Regions from separate parts of the Sus scrofa genome. Here region 2 is linked to region 1. Evidence: chromatin contacts called from public Hi-C data. All regions are on one chromosome and are shown on one strand. The core of a region is the stretch at or near the end of the contact, and the rest is flanking DNA. Distances in the headings are between cores, read along the strand shown.

Region 1 (6,757 bases), core at 2,895-5,394:
CTTCTTAACTCACAGTGTGATCCCAAAACATTTGTACATATCATCAAATAATGGCATTTGTTCAGCTGCTACTTGGTTACAAAAAAATTTTGAAAAAGGCAATTATCTGAAATAACGCTGTAGTTAGCTATAAAATGTCCAACTTCGTGACTTTTTTAAAATTTCAAATAGAAATGACAATTAGATAATGGAGTCTCCTTGGGGATCTTGGAACAGACATATCTGCCCCAAATGTAAACAGCAGCAAGACGGCCTACCTGCAGAGAGAAAGTGACATAAACACATAGAAAGAAGCTATAGGGCTGTAAAAAGAGTGGGATGGTACTGCCCTGTTCCCAGTGGCTTTCCTGTTCTCATTCAGTCACTTGCAGGACCAACTATATCACTCCGGATGTTCTGGACATTGAGCTCTGTAAGACAACTGAGTCCTTCCAATAAAGTATACAAATTTGCTTAAAAAGTATATGACAGAACATTCCCAAATCTCAAATTAATAACCTTGCAACTTCTATCTAGTGTATCCTCCCGCTTAATATATGTGGTTTCTTGATAAACATTTTAGTGTGAGTATAGGTTTAACATTCACCCTAAGTATCTGCCAGTGTGAATGGCATCTACCTAATTTTCAAATCTGAAAGTACCAGTTCCTATCCTATGGGCCAGAGACCTACAGAGAGATAGGAGTTGCTGCCAAGAATCATCAAAATCCACATACCTACACAAAGACTAAATACATTATACAATTCAAACCAAGTTGACAAAAATGCTGCAGCTAAAAATGTTTTTTTGTTGTTGTCGTCTTTGTTTTTTTAGGGCCACACACACCCACGACATGTGGAGGTTCCCAGGCTAGTGGTAGAATCAGAGCTGTAGCTGCTGGCCTACACCACAGCCACAGCAATGCGGGATCCAAGCCACATCTGTGATCTACACCACAGCTCACGGCAACGCCAGATTCTTAACCCACTGAGCAAGGCCAGGGATCAAACCCACATACTCATGGATGCTAGTCAGGTTTGTTAATCACTGAGCCACAAGGGGAAATCTTAATGAAATTCTTAATAAATTTACTGACTAATGTTACTAAAAGCAGTTTCTTGTCATCAGCATTTATTGGTGAATGTTAAAAACCAAACTCTGATTATGGGGAGAAGGGCAGACTTCACACCTCCCCAGGCTCTCTAGAGTTTTTCTTCAAGTGTTGCCCATACGCCATCCAGAAAAGAAGAGTAGAATGTGCTTGAGTTTGAATGTAAAGATTTAAGACGACACTGGGAGAGACGGAGCAGGAATAACTGGGCGAGTGAATGAAATTACTTCAAAGCAATGATCGATCGATCGCAGAACGATCGATCGCAGAACGAGAAGTACTTAAGTGTCCTTCAGAAGGTGAGGGCGGAAGATGTTAAAGGGCAAGATCCTCCTTACATCGTTATAACGGCAAGTAAGAAATACTCACAGGAATATTGGTCGAAAGGGCCAAACCTATCCCCGAGTAAAAACATCTTGGTTCCACCACCTAGCTAAATGCTTTGTCAGGATGCTATCACCTTTCTAAATTAATCGTACACCCTTACTAAAAATTCCATGTTATCACTAAGAGTGTAGTTTTTCAAATGTGCCAGACACAGTTGACTACTTGTGTGCTGGGTGCTAAGTAGCCAAAGCCGACAAGAAATGACCTCTATCAGTGTAAAAGAAATCTTGCTTCAACAAAACACTACAATGGCAAGAACAGACTCTGCACCCAGCACGGTTCCCGACATAGACATCTGGTGATTATGTGAGTCCACTGCTGCTCCCTCTGAAAAATAACCCAGACAAGCTTGCAAAATATCCTACCAGTCTGAAATATATTCTCCAGTCCTATCCAGTTACCCTTCCATTCTCACAACCCATCAAGACCAATTTCCACGAAAGCCTCAGCACCGCACACAAAGAGGCAGCACTCAACTTCCCTTGGGTTCCTGTCCGCTACATGGAGATATCGGCATGTGCACTGTTCGCGTAAATCTAGGAACCATCCTTCCTCACTTGTTATATATAAGGTAAATGTTTAAGCTCTGCCCCATTTCCAGTAAGTTCTATTTATCAAATCAAAAATACTTTCAAAGTTCTACTTTTTAAATCAAAATTCTTCTTATAGCACATCATAACTTACTAGGGAAGGCTTTAAGGAAAAACATACATACAGCTGTCCAAGAAAAATCTTTTTTCTTTCCTAGACATCTGGGACTTTCACTTACCTATTTACTATTATTTCACATTAGTTCTCAATTTAAAAAAAAAAGCTGGCCTATTTAAGAAAGTTAATTTTAGGGTCTGTCAACATTTTGAATGCATGACTGTTATTTGTAAAATATACATTTGCATCCTGGAATAAGACTCGGCATAAGCTTTCCATATAACCATTTCCTGGGCACTTACGAACTTACTGTATGTCAGGTTCTGTGCTTGACACATTTCTCCGCTTTCTCATTTGTTGACCAAATATCCTCTCACAATTTCTGCAACACTGAACATTAAGAAGCCCTTACACTCTAAATCTCATCTGTTGTAGATAGCAGCACTAAATGGACAGTAATGCTGAACACAAGTTACTGCCATCAAATTCAAGTTGTTACTGCATTAACCCAGAATCTGATCAGCAACGCTGAGATGCACAGAGAACAGCACCCACGGCGGCTTCGGCAGAGAAAGCCAGTGTTAAGTGACAACTTGCTATATCAGAGGATGACCTGACCTTAACTACCTGTAAATGTAATTCCAATTACTATATGCCATTTTGGACAGCACAGACATAACCTGAATAAGATGATTATACAAAAAACCCTTGCCTCCCTCTGAAACTACTTTAAAATTGTACATTAAATCCTCCCCAAAAGCATCACACTTCCAAAGTCATGAAAAGCAAGATGCCTTTATTCTGAACGCTTAAAAATAATGCTGCCATACATTTTCTTTTAATCTTGTAAATTACAGCTTAACGGATGGGCAATTCTAGTTGAAAAAAAAAAAGAAAAGAAAAAAATAATAATGAATGAGGCCCTTCAACAGTTTCTTAAAACCACCACCTTCCCAAGAGCAAAACTGGTATCTCCAAACTGTTTCAAGGAGAGATGGGGGAGGGAAAGGACGAGTCAATACATAGCAAGAAGAGAAGAAAAAAAAAAAAACGGGGGGAGGGGTGACTTGACAGAAAAGTTAAAAAATGAGTGGACTTAACTGAAACCTAGGGTCTACCACATTTCCCTCTCAACCCGGAAACCCTGGTGCGTTTGTCGAATTTAAATAAAGCACCTAAGAGTTTTGAGACCAGAGCCAAAAATTATTCCGACGGTAGGAAAAACTATCTGTCGCCCGCGAATACAGCAGCATCAGCAAAAGGTGCCACCCTGCAGCTACGAAGACGGGACAAAAAACAGCTGTCAGGGGCACGCGAAAATCCCTTGTAAAATTCCGCCACCGGAGCTCGAACGCCTTGAACCTGCCGCAAGGGCCGCTCTCACCGGGCCTCAGCCGGACCTTGACAGCTAAGAAAGGCGCCCAGGCCTGGAACGCCAGCCCCGGGCGAGCAGGCTCCTGCCCCTATCTCAGGTCTCCAGGCCAACGTCGCCTCCCGAGATGCCCTCCTCACCCCACCCCCGCCCATCACTCCCGCCCACAGACGCCTGTCCCCGTTTTCAGAGAGCTCTCGCTTCTGCAAATGGTCAGTTTGGCTTCTATTCTGCTTCCCCTGCAGAACGTGAGTTCCAAGACCGCGGAGGGACGCCGCTGATCCAATCTGGCCTACAGAAGCCATCTCCCAGACCCGGCCTGAGCGCCCAGGATGCCGTGCAAGTCTGACCCGCCTACACGCCGTTCAGAACCGGCAACGGAGCCTTGGGGACCCGCCCGGCCGGTGCAGGGAGCCCGGGGCCGCAGCGGGGCCTGAGGGAAACCCGGCGAGAGAGGACGCCGGCGCCTCCCGAGGTCCCGGCTGCCCTGCCGCCCCGCGCCGGCCCGGCCGCCGACAGCCTCTCCGCGGCCCCCGCTCGGCGCCGGCACTCTTGCTCAGCTCCGCGCGCGGCTACCCTACCCGGAACCGCAGACCGGTCGCCTTCTGCCCAGTACGAACTTCCCGCCGCTTTCGCCGACTTGCAACTCAGTTGAGGCGCCGGCCCCGTCACACTCCGCAGTATGGAGCCTTCTCATTGGCTCGGGTGAGCGGGAGAGGCGGGGCGAGTGGGAACGCGCGAGCGGGGCGGAGCCTATGCCGGCCTTCTCCGCCTCCGCGGGCATGGCGGGAGCCGCGGACCGGCGCACCCAGTGCATGCTGGGAAGTGTAGTGTTTTACGGGCAAAGCAAGATCTCGGTCCCTCTTGCCCCGTGGGCACCTGGGAAATGTGGTATAGCGCCTCTAAGTCCATCTTTCTGGTTGAATGCTGTACCTGGCAATGCCTTAAGAACTGAAATAAATATTGCCAGTATTCTCAGTAGCTTTTTTAACCAATATGTTGGTTAAAAAAAAAAAAAAATTCAACCTTAAGGTTACCGTAGGTGTACGGTTGGGCAGAGGGAAGAATTGGGAGTGTAAGTATCACACACATTCTGACAGTTTATTGTATACCGCAGGAATCACCTATATGGGGAAAAAAGAAAAGGTATATTTACATGTATGACTGATTCACTTTGCTATACACCTAACACAACATTGTAAGGCAACTATACTCTAATAAAATATTTTTAAAAATAAATGTCACAGAGAAGCAAATAAATAAATGTGTTGACAAAGAGTTGGACGTAAAAGCAGCCCTATGTTCCGGTTTGGCCCAGTTCCTCCTCTGCCTACTGGCGTTTGCGTTTTTCCACCTGAGGATCCACACACTGCAGGCTCCTCCCACAGCAGCCTGGCTCTGTATACCATGTTCTGGCTCTGGAAGCAAACAGCTTGCAGATCAAATCCTTGCTCTTCCACTCTGTATCTTTATAACCTAGATTACTTAACCTCTATGAGTCTCAGTTTCCTGTTTCTGTCAGGACTAAAGGAGATAGTCTCGAGACAGTCCTTTTTATGTAGTAGATGCTCAATAAAGAGTAGACAGTATAAATATAATTCTGTCCGCTCCTAGCCATGACTCTAAATTCCACCTGTCTGTCGAACCTATTTCAGTGCCTACCTAACCTTCTGTAGTATTCCATCTGTAATTCCCTTATGCCACAGTTTGCTTTATAATCAATTGTCTCAGCCTCCATCACCCATGAGACTGTGAGCTTATCTTGGACCAGGATACTGTTCTAGGTCAAAATCACCAAAGCCATAGGCAGAGGGAGCTTTACAGAGAAACTAGAGAAGCTTAAGCAAGGTCTCTTCCAAAGCCTTCTGTTAGAGGGAGTTTTAGAGGGAGGGGGGTGTTGTTTGCCAAGGTAAGGTACTTTTGTACGATTTTCTTAAAGTGGACCCCCCCCCAAATTGCATGACTTCAGTCCTCACAAAACCTGGAATCACACTTCCCCTTGGACAGTGCGGCGATGTGCCTGGTGACTCACATTTGCCCCTCCAGGGACTCTCACTGGCTCCAGATGGTCCTCCAGCCTGCCGGCGGCCCCAGGAAGCTGAGCTGGTTCCTGTGCCTCTGGCTTCTGGTGTATTTGGCCAGCAGGGAACCCCACAGAGAACTGGAGGGAAAGAGAAATGTCACTGAAGGCAAGTATTCCCCTGGATCCTTGTCGGCAAGGTCACCTCCAGTCGGCTAGTGCCCTCAGCTGAAGGCCACTGCTCCCTGCTCTCCCTTCCAGCTTACAGTGACAGCTTCTTCCCATGGTGCCCGGGACATGCAGCTGATAACACCACGACTGCTGCTGAGCCAAGATTACTGCTCCATCCCCGTGGTTCCCACGCCCACATCTTGGCCAAAGTCTCATTGCAAATAAACCCTCCTCAAATTAGCCTGTTTCAAATGTGTTATCTGCTTCTTGCTGAGACCTTAACAGAAACATTTGCACAAAGGGAGCACTCGATGAGTATTTATCAGCAAAGAGGTCTCAAGATGGAATTCCCATTGTGGCTCAGTGGTAACGAACCCAGTTAATATCCATGAGGATGTGGGTTTGTTTGATCCCTGGCCTCACTCGGTGGATTAAGGATCTGGTGTTGCCATGAGCTGTGGTGTAGGCCACAGACGCAGCTCGATTCCTGCATTCCTGTGGCTGTGATGTAGGCTGGCAGCTACAGCTCTGGTTTGACCCCTAGCCTGGGAACTTCCACACGCTGCAGGTGCGGCCCTAAAAAATAGAAAATAAAAGAGGTCTCAAGATTCATACATCTCATGGGTGTGGAATTCCCAGGCAAGAATCTGTGGCCAGAATCCACTGAGAGAATCTCTCCCTCACACACACACACACACACACACACACACACAGACACACACACACGCACACACAAAGAGAAAGAGACAGAGAAACACCCACACACGCTGAGAAGACTTGGAACAGAACTCATCTTTCACCTCATGACCGGGTTCCCCTAACCTCACCAAACGTGTGCAGAAGAAATGTCCCCGCTTCCATGCTGGGTTGGCACCAGCTGGCCTTGAATCGCACTGAAATCAGCAACAGGGCCTGGAGTGTCCCAGGGTGGGAATGGAATGTACTTATTCTGGAGGTCGTGGCTGCCTCAGCCTGGTGGGATAGCTTACTCTTCAACTGCTACTTCAGTGCACTCTGTCCCCAGGCAACTGCCACCGTCTCCAACACCTCGCACATGTGCTAAGATGTC
Region 2 (6,757 bases), core at 2,827-5,326, 2.4 Mb before region 1:
GTGTGTGTGTGTGTGTGTGTGTGTGTGTGTGTGTGTGTGTGTGTGTGTGTGTGTCTGTCCCTGCGCGCCTGCGCGCGCGCGCAGTAACCTTCTCAGAAGGGTCCTGGACAGCCTGCCTGCCAGGGGTCCTGAAGGAGGGTGTAGGGACGAGGCTCTGGCCCGAGATCCGCCACCCGGCTCCCACCCCGCCTGCCGGTTGTCTGGGCATCTAGAGAGTGGGGAAACATTAGTGTGGGCCAGCTGCCGGAGCCGGGAGGGGTCGAGGGAGAGGTCAAGGTCGGCGGAGAGGCGGCTATTGATCCGGCTTGGAACGCGAGACAGGGAGCACAGCAAGACTAAAGGGGGAGCTGTGAGACCAGACATTAACAGCTTTCAGCGCTAATGATGCCCGTGCCAGACGGGCAGAGGGAAAAAAAGGAGACTGGAGCGGCAGCTGGGATCGCTCGCTGCCTGCGCCTGGCCGCCACTCCCGAGAGGAGGAGGAGGAGGAGGAGGGCGAAGGGGCCAGCGCAGGGCTGGGCAGGGGCAGGGCAGCCTTTCCCCGGCTGCCGCGAGGTGGAGCGCGCCGGCGGGCGGCGGCTTGTCCAGCCCTGCGCCGGCCCGCCTGCGCGTCCCTGTTCCCGCCGTCGGGGCAGCGCGGGGCCAATGAGGAAGTGCTCCCCGGGTCAGTCGCGGCCCGCGCCGCCCCCTGCCCGCTACTTCCTGCTGGGGTGGGGCGGGGATGCCCCCTCTCCAGACCCCGCCGCCCGAACGCGCACAAGTTGGCAGCTGCAGCCAGGGCCCCCGAGCGCCCTGCGAAGTCCGTAGCGGGGCCCCCGTTCTAGAAGGGTCTGCCCTGTTCTCTCCGGCCACAGACCGGGTCCCCGGTCCTTGTTATCTACCCTGGGAGGGTGAGGGTCGCATGCCGGGATTTCGGAAGCCGGAGCGCAGGCGGCGCGGGGCGGCAGGCAAGCCGTGACGATTGGAGTCCAGACCTGAGCCCCCTGCGCTGTGTGACCTTGGGCAGGGCGCTAACCCTCTCTGGACTTCACATCGCCAGTTCCCAGAAAGAGAGTTACCCTCTCTCCCAAATTTAAGAATGTTGGGCGAGTTGGGCTGTCCGGTTTATGGTTTTCCTAAGAAGTTTATTAAAGGTGCGTGTGGCATTTTTTTCTTACTTAGGCCCCTTTCCTGGAAAGATTTTCGTGGTGGGGCTGGATGGGAGGAGAGGGCGGTGCTTCTACACTTTGGACCACGTGGAGGTGGGGTGTGGGTGGCGGGCGGTGGGCAGCAGCCTGCAGTCCGGGGTACGGGGTGTGTGTGTGTGGGGGGTGCCGACTCGCTCTCCGCCCGCCCTGCCGCACCTCCCACTCCGCCCCCTCCGCCCAGTCTCCAGCCCGCTCGCTCGTCTGCCGACCCTGCAGCCCGGTCCGCAAAACTGCATGCTAGGGCACATTTTATTGTTATTATTTTTGCGAGGGGTGGCTTGGGCAGGGAGCTCTTTCTGTCTCCTCTCACGGGCTCTGCGCTCTGTTAAGTTCTAGGTGCCGTCGCCCCACCCAAGACCCTGGGGGCGAACACCCTCCCCTTTGCTCCCCCCCGGAAAAGGCCCCGAGGGAGACCGCGCGCCCGGAGGCGTCACGGCCCAGCCTTTCGCTCCCGCGAGGCCGCCGGAGCCCGGCCTGGGGGCGGGGTGGGGTGGGTGCAGCTGGGCTCGCGGGCGAAGCCCAGCCCTGAGCCAGGCCCCGACCCGCCCTGGCCGCCTCCCGGCCCAGACCCGGGAAACCCTGGGAAGGGCGAGGGGGCCGGCCGCGTGGCGCGCCCAGCTGGGAGGTCAGGTCGCGGAACCGATGAAGTTGGCCGCGGCCTGGGGAGAGACAGGGAGGGCGGGGGATGTCCACGCGGCCCGCGGCCTGGCCTTGTCCCCGGGCCACCGACAGGCCCCCACAACTCCTCTTGTCCTCGCCGGGAGATGAAACGGCTGACACGGCAGCTGCGTCCTTCCCAGTCTGACCGGCGATTTCAAGTCCTGCCCTGGGCGGAGGAGCTTTGGGGTTGGGGGGCGTTACATCCAGGTCGCACGCAGCGTTTGTCAGGAGGTGGGAGGGAACCGGGGGACCTGGGGGGGGTCACCCACACGAGTGTGTTCGAAGACCCAGCCAAACCTACTGTGGGGTCACCATGTTCAAGAATCTCTCCCACGTGGAGCACCCCTGCCCCCTCACCCCCGCGCTTGCCACAGACCTCGGCGTTGGGGGGTGGGGCCGGTGTTTGACCCCCAGGAGTTAGTGGGGGCGAGGTGGAGGGAACTCACAGATTCGGAGGAGCATTCCTTCCCAAGTGGGACTCACACAAGGTCTCACATCCCCCCCGCCCCCCCATGTGCTCTTAATCTCCTCTTAGTCTCTTTTTATTTTGTCCACTTCGCTCTCCCAGAGTTTGGAATATCAGGATTTATATGGAGACACTTTTGCGAAGTTTAACCTCGACCCCTCAATGAAACAAAAGTAAAAACAACCAAGCCACTTTTCTAGGGAGATGAAGCAATGACCAACCCCCCCCCCAGTCCCCGTGGGGACCCCAACCCTCATTCACAGCCATCTACTCCTCCCCACCCAGTCCGAAAAGGCTTTCAGATGAGTGGGTGGGGACTTGTGTTAATTCCACTTACTTCCACGCACACCGCACTCCGCCCCCCTTCTCAGGGGGTCCTGCTCCCTGGAGGGGAGGAGGGATGGAGAGGATTTTCTTTTATTTAAAAATATCCTGCCCATCGTTCTCCCCCCCTTCCCTTTTGCGCTGTCAGTGCGCAGGGAGAAGAGCCACAAAAACGCTGCACGTGTGGCCGGCCTGGACAGCGGGTGTGCGCACGGGCGAGTGTGTGTGTGTGTGTGAGTGTGTGTGCGCGCGCGCGCGAGTGTGTGTGTGTGTGTGTGTGTGTATGTGCTTTCTTGTTCTCTTACAGGGTACAATGTTAAAAAGCCACCGCTAGTCGCCCCCAGTGCTCCGACTCTCTGGGTCTTTTTGTCTCTAGTGCAGATTAAACGTCACGTCCGCACTTGAACTTGAATTTTATCCCATTGTACAGAGGCAGCCCCAGCCATAGAGAGACCGAGAGCTCCCAGAGAACCCGGACTCCGCCATCTTCACGTTGCAATCTATAGCTCCCAGTCCGCGCCCGCACCGACCCAGGCGCACTGGGCAAGCGGCCCCTCAGCCCAGCTCCCCCCGGGCCCGCGGCGCCAGGGGAGCGCTGGGGAGCGCTCGCGGGGACCCGGCAGCCTCTCCGGCCGGCGCCAGCCTGCCAGGTGAACTGGGAAGGAGCAGCTCCTGGAGTCCCCCCAGAGCCTCGGAAGGGTCAGTCTCCGAGAAAAAAACAGGCGGCCCGCAGAAAACCCAGAAACAACCGAACCGGGGCAGTTCTACATTGCTTTGGGTTTTTTGAGGGGGCGGGGTGAGGGGGTACGAGACAAGTCCCCAAGTTTTCTTTGCTTTTTTCTTTTTCTTTTCTTCTTTTATTTTTTATTTGTTTGCATTTTTCCCCCTTCCCCCCCCCCCCTCCTGGTAGAAGTGCGCTCTCCACCTACCAGACCCTGAAAGAAAGTGTCAGGAGCCGGTGCAAAATCCGGTTTAAGTTCAAGAAGACATTTGGAAGTCCAGGAGGCCAAGCAGTTTGAAGAAGTGTAAGCGATTTTTTTTCCTTCAAAAGAATATATTTTTAAAGAAACCAGCCAGTCCGCGGCAAGCAACAGATTTTTTTTTTTTTTTTGCCTTTCTCCTATTTTAGATCGAGAGATTTTTCTTTTTCTTTTTTCTTCTTTTTCTTTTGGCAAACAAAACAAAAAACAGCATAGAAGAAAGAGCAAAATAAAGAAGAAGAAGAGAAGGAAGAGAGGGCAAGAGAGGAAGGGGAAAAAAAAAAAAAACCAAAACACCAACCGGGGCAGAGGAGGAGGCGCGGCGGCGGCGGCGGCGGCGGCGGCGGCAGCGGCGCGGCGGCAGCAGCGGCAGCAGCAGCGGCGGCGGCTCGGACCCCCTCCCCCGGCGCCCCCATCAGTGCAGCTCTCCGGGCGATGCCAGAATAGATGCCGGGGCAATGTCCCGCCGCAAACAGGGCAACCCGCAGCACTTGTCCCAGAGGGAGCTCATCACCCGTAAGTGTCTGCGGCGTGCGCGCGAGGGGCCGGAGGATGGGGCTCCGGGGCTGGGGACACGGAGCCGGGCGCCGCCGGGCCGGTGGCCCGGGCGGCTCGCAGAGGCAGCGGCGTCGGCCCAGAGCATGGTAGGAGGGGCGGGGGCCCTAGGAAAGTTTCTTTGCAGCCGGGGGAGTCGGGGCGCCGTGCAGTCAGACGCGCCCTGGGCTCGGGGGCCTGCGGAGCGGGCTTCGGGCCGGGGAGGGGGCGCGCAGGCTGGAGGAGGTGTGTGTGTGCGCGCGGAGCCCGGCTGGACGCTCGCCCCTCCGAGCGGCGTGTGTGGCGGCGGCGGCGCTGGTGGCGGGGTTTGGAGAGGAGGGGGAGGGGGCTGGGGGAGCGGAGGGGGAGGGGGGAGCCGGGAAGTGGGGAAAAGTTGGCGAGCGCGTGGGTCCGCGCTGACGGCGCGGGCGGAGGAGAGCGGGGTGCGCTCAGGCCTGGGGGAGACGCGGGGCGAGGGGCGGCCGCCGGCTCCGAGTCCCGGTTGCTGCACCCGGCCAGGCAGGGCGCCGGCCACGCTGGTCCTAGGATTCCGCAGCCGCCTTTCTCTCCCCTCCTCTTGCTATTTGCAAAAGAATCCAGCTGCGCGGCTGTTTGCCGGGCTCCTGCACCCCCATCCCCCATTTCCCCACCTCCGTTCGTCTCCTGGGATGATCTTGTCTTCTTTCCCCCACTCCCCAAAAAAGGTGGGGGCATCGGGGGCTGGTGAAAAATCCCCAACACGGGGGAAAAAAGGGTTGTCAGCTAGAAGTGGGAAGAGGGATGTGCTTGGAAAACAGTGAAAGAAAAAAAAAAAAAAAGAGAGAAAGAAAAAAAAGGAAAAAGGAGAGAGACCTATCAATCTCTTCTTACCCATCTTCCTATCTCCGAGCTTTCATCTTCCCTGTCTAAATAAACAAGGCAGGTCGCCGTGGAAATCCACTGTCTGAAATCGTGTGGATTTCAAGCAAGTGGCGGGGCGGGCAAAGTCAGGCAGCGGGGCAGAGACGCAGCAGCCTCCAGCGCCCCAGTTGGGTTTATTTAGGCACGGGGAAGAAGCTGGCGAGAGCGGGCCAGGTACGGGGTTTGCAGGGGAGCTCGCCCGGGTGCCTGCACACTTGCACCGGCGAAGGTCGGCTCGCGGCGCTCCCCGCCCGCCGCAGCCCGCGGGGCCGCTGCCTCGCGGCGCGCAAACCTTTCCCCGCGGTCTTTTCTCTCGTGGTGCCTGGGTCGCCGTTCCTGTTTTTTTTTTTTTTTTTAAATCTTCGAACCTTTCTTTCTTTTTAAAAATTGCAATAGAAATAAAACATCCTCTGGGTGCCATCGAAACCGCGGGCAGGTTGTGTGCCTTGCAATCCTTGGAGCACCTCGTCAGGCTGGGGCCGGGCTGCTGGTGGGGAGCTGGAGAGGGCTGCGCGCCCAGCCGCCGCCGAGGACTGGCGGCGGGGCGGCCGAGAGCCGAATATTTATGTTATATTTTAAAAAATTTAAATAAATAAATAAATATATAAAGGGGTTCTCCCCTCCCCTGAAAACCCAGCATAGGAGCCATCTGCTCGGAGCCTTTGCTGCTGCCATCTCTCCTTTGTTACAGCAGATACATTAGTAAGAATTTGTGGGTTTATTATTATTTTTTGGGGAGGGGAAGAGCTATTAAAGTGGGCTTGCCTTGGGAGAGGGGCTGCCTTTTTGGTGGGAGGGAAGAGGCCTTCGCTTTGATTTTGCACCCTTGTTAACATCAAAGAAGGTTCGCTGGTTGCATTTAAAACAAAATGTTTTGCAACCAGATCTGAGCCTGGTTTGATCAAGGTCCTTTTCACCAGTTGACATTTTGTCCTTTACCAAGCCTTAGCAATTGCTTATTCTACCACCCCCCCCCCCAGATGGTGGAGTGGCTGTTAGAATGTCTGTGCTTGCAGACGCCTAATTTCTCCAGGAGGCAATTTGCCCCACGTAGCCTCTGTATATTTGCAAGGGCTGTTTTTGAGGAGGGGGATGTTGGGGGGTGGGGGTGGTCCGGGAAGGGGGAGTTGTTGGGGGGGGGCTGCATTGCCAAGCTGGTACAGCAGCAAAGAAGCCAGGAGTGTTTGCAGTTGTGTGGAAGGGGGGAAAGAAGCAGGTAGGTTTGCTTTGCTTTTGCTCTCTCCTCTTCTGGCATATTCCTGGGACCTCAGGAGAAAGGCCTGGCCAGAAGGACTGGTGGCAGCTGGCCGTGGGGGGCGAGGGGTGTCACCTCCTTCCGTCCTTCATTTGTTCCACGCTCTCTCAGCCTTGCTCAGAGTGGTGCTGGAAAGCCGGCTGCCGCTGAAGCAGGGGCAGGGAAGGAGAGGTGGGGAGAAGGAGACCAGAGGGCCAGGGATATCCCGTCGCCTCCTCCTCGCAGGGGCACCCGGAGCCCAGGGCATGTGCAGGGGCTTAAGCAGGGAGAGTGGTCCAACCAGTTTTCAGACAAGGCTATTTATTATCCAACAGCAGCTGGCTTTTCTGTCTGTCCTGTGTCACCCGGGGATGGGGGTGCAGGCAGGGGAAAGGCAAGCTTTGGATGCACTTGAGGCTGCAGGGCCTCTTCACAAGGATGCAGGCGTCGTGGCCTTAGGGTGCTCTGGAGC

Evidence for each region. A called contact is a pair of places that touch in the nucleus more often than the background predicts.
Region 2: a contact with region 1 is called in a Hi-C map of embryonic fibroblasts, with 2.4 times the contacts expected there. The contact joins the promoter of BCL11B here to the promoter of VRK1 in region 1. A contact is called at or near these places in 2 of 47 Hi-C or Micro-C datasets (embryonic fibroblasts and fibroblasts).

Annotation. Positions count from the first base shown.
Region 1 is chr7:117,940,371-117,947,127 of Sscrofa11.1, reverse strand. VRK1 (vaccinia related kinase 1) reads right to left here and starts at 4,144. Exons shown (of 13, transcript NM_001243688.1): 1 at 4,079-4,144.
Region 2 is chr7:120,293,056-120,299,812 of Sscrofa11.1, reverse strand. BCL11B (B-cell CLL/lymphoma 11B) reads left to right here and starts at 4,076. Exons shown (of 5, transcript NM_001297633.1): 1 at 4,076-4,133. The coding sequence starts at 4,076.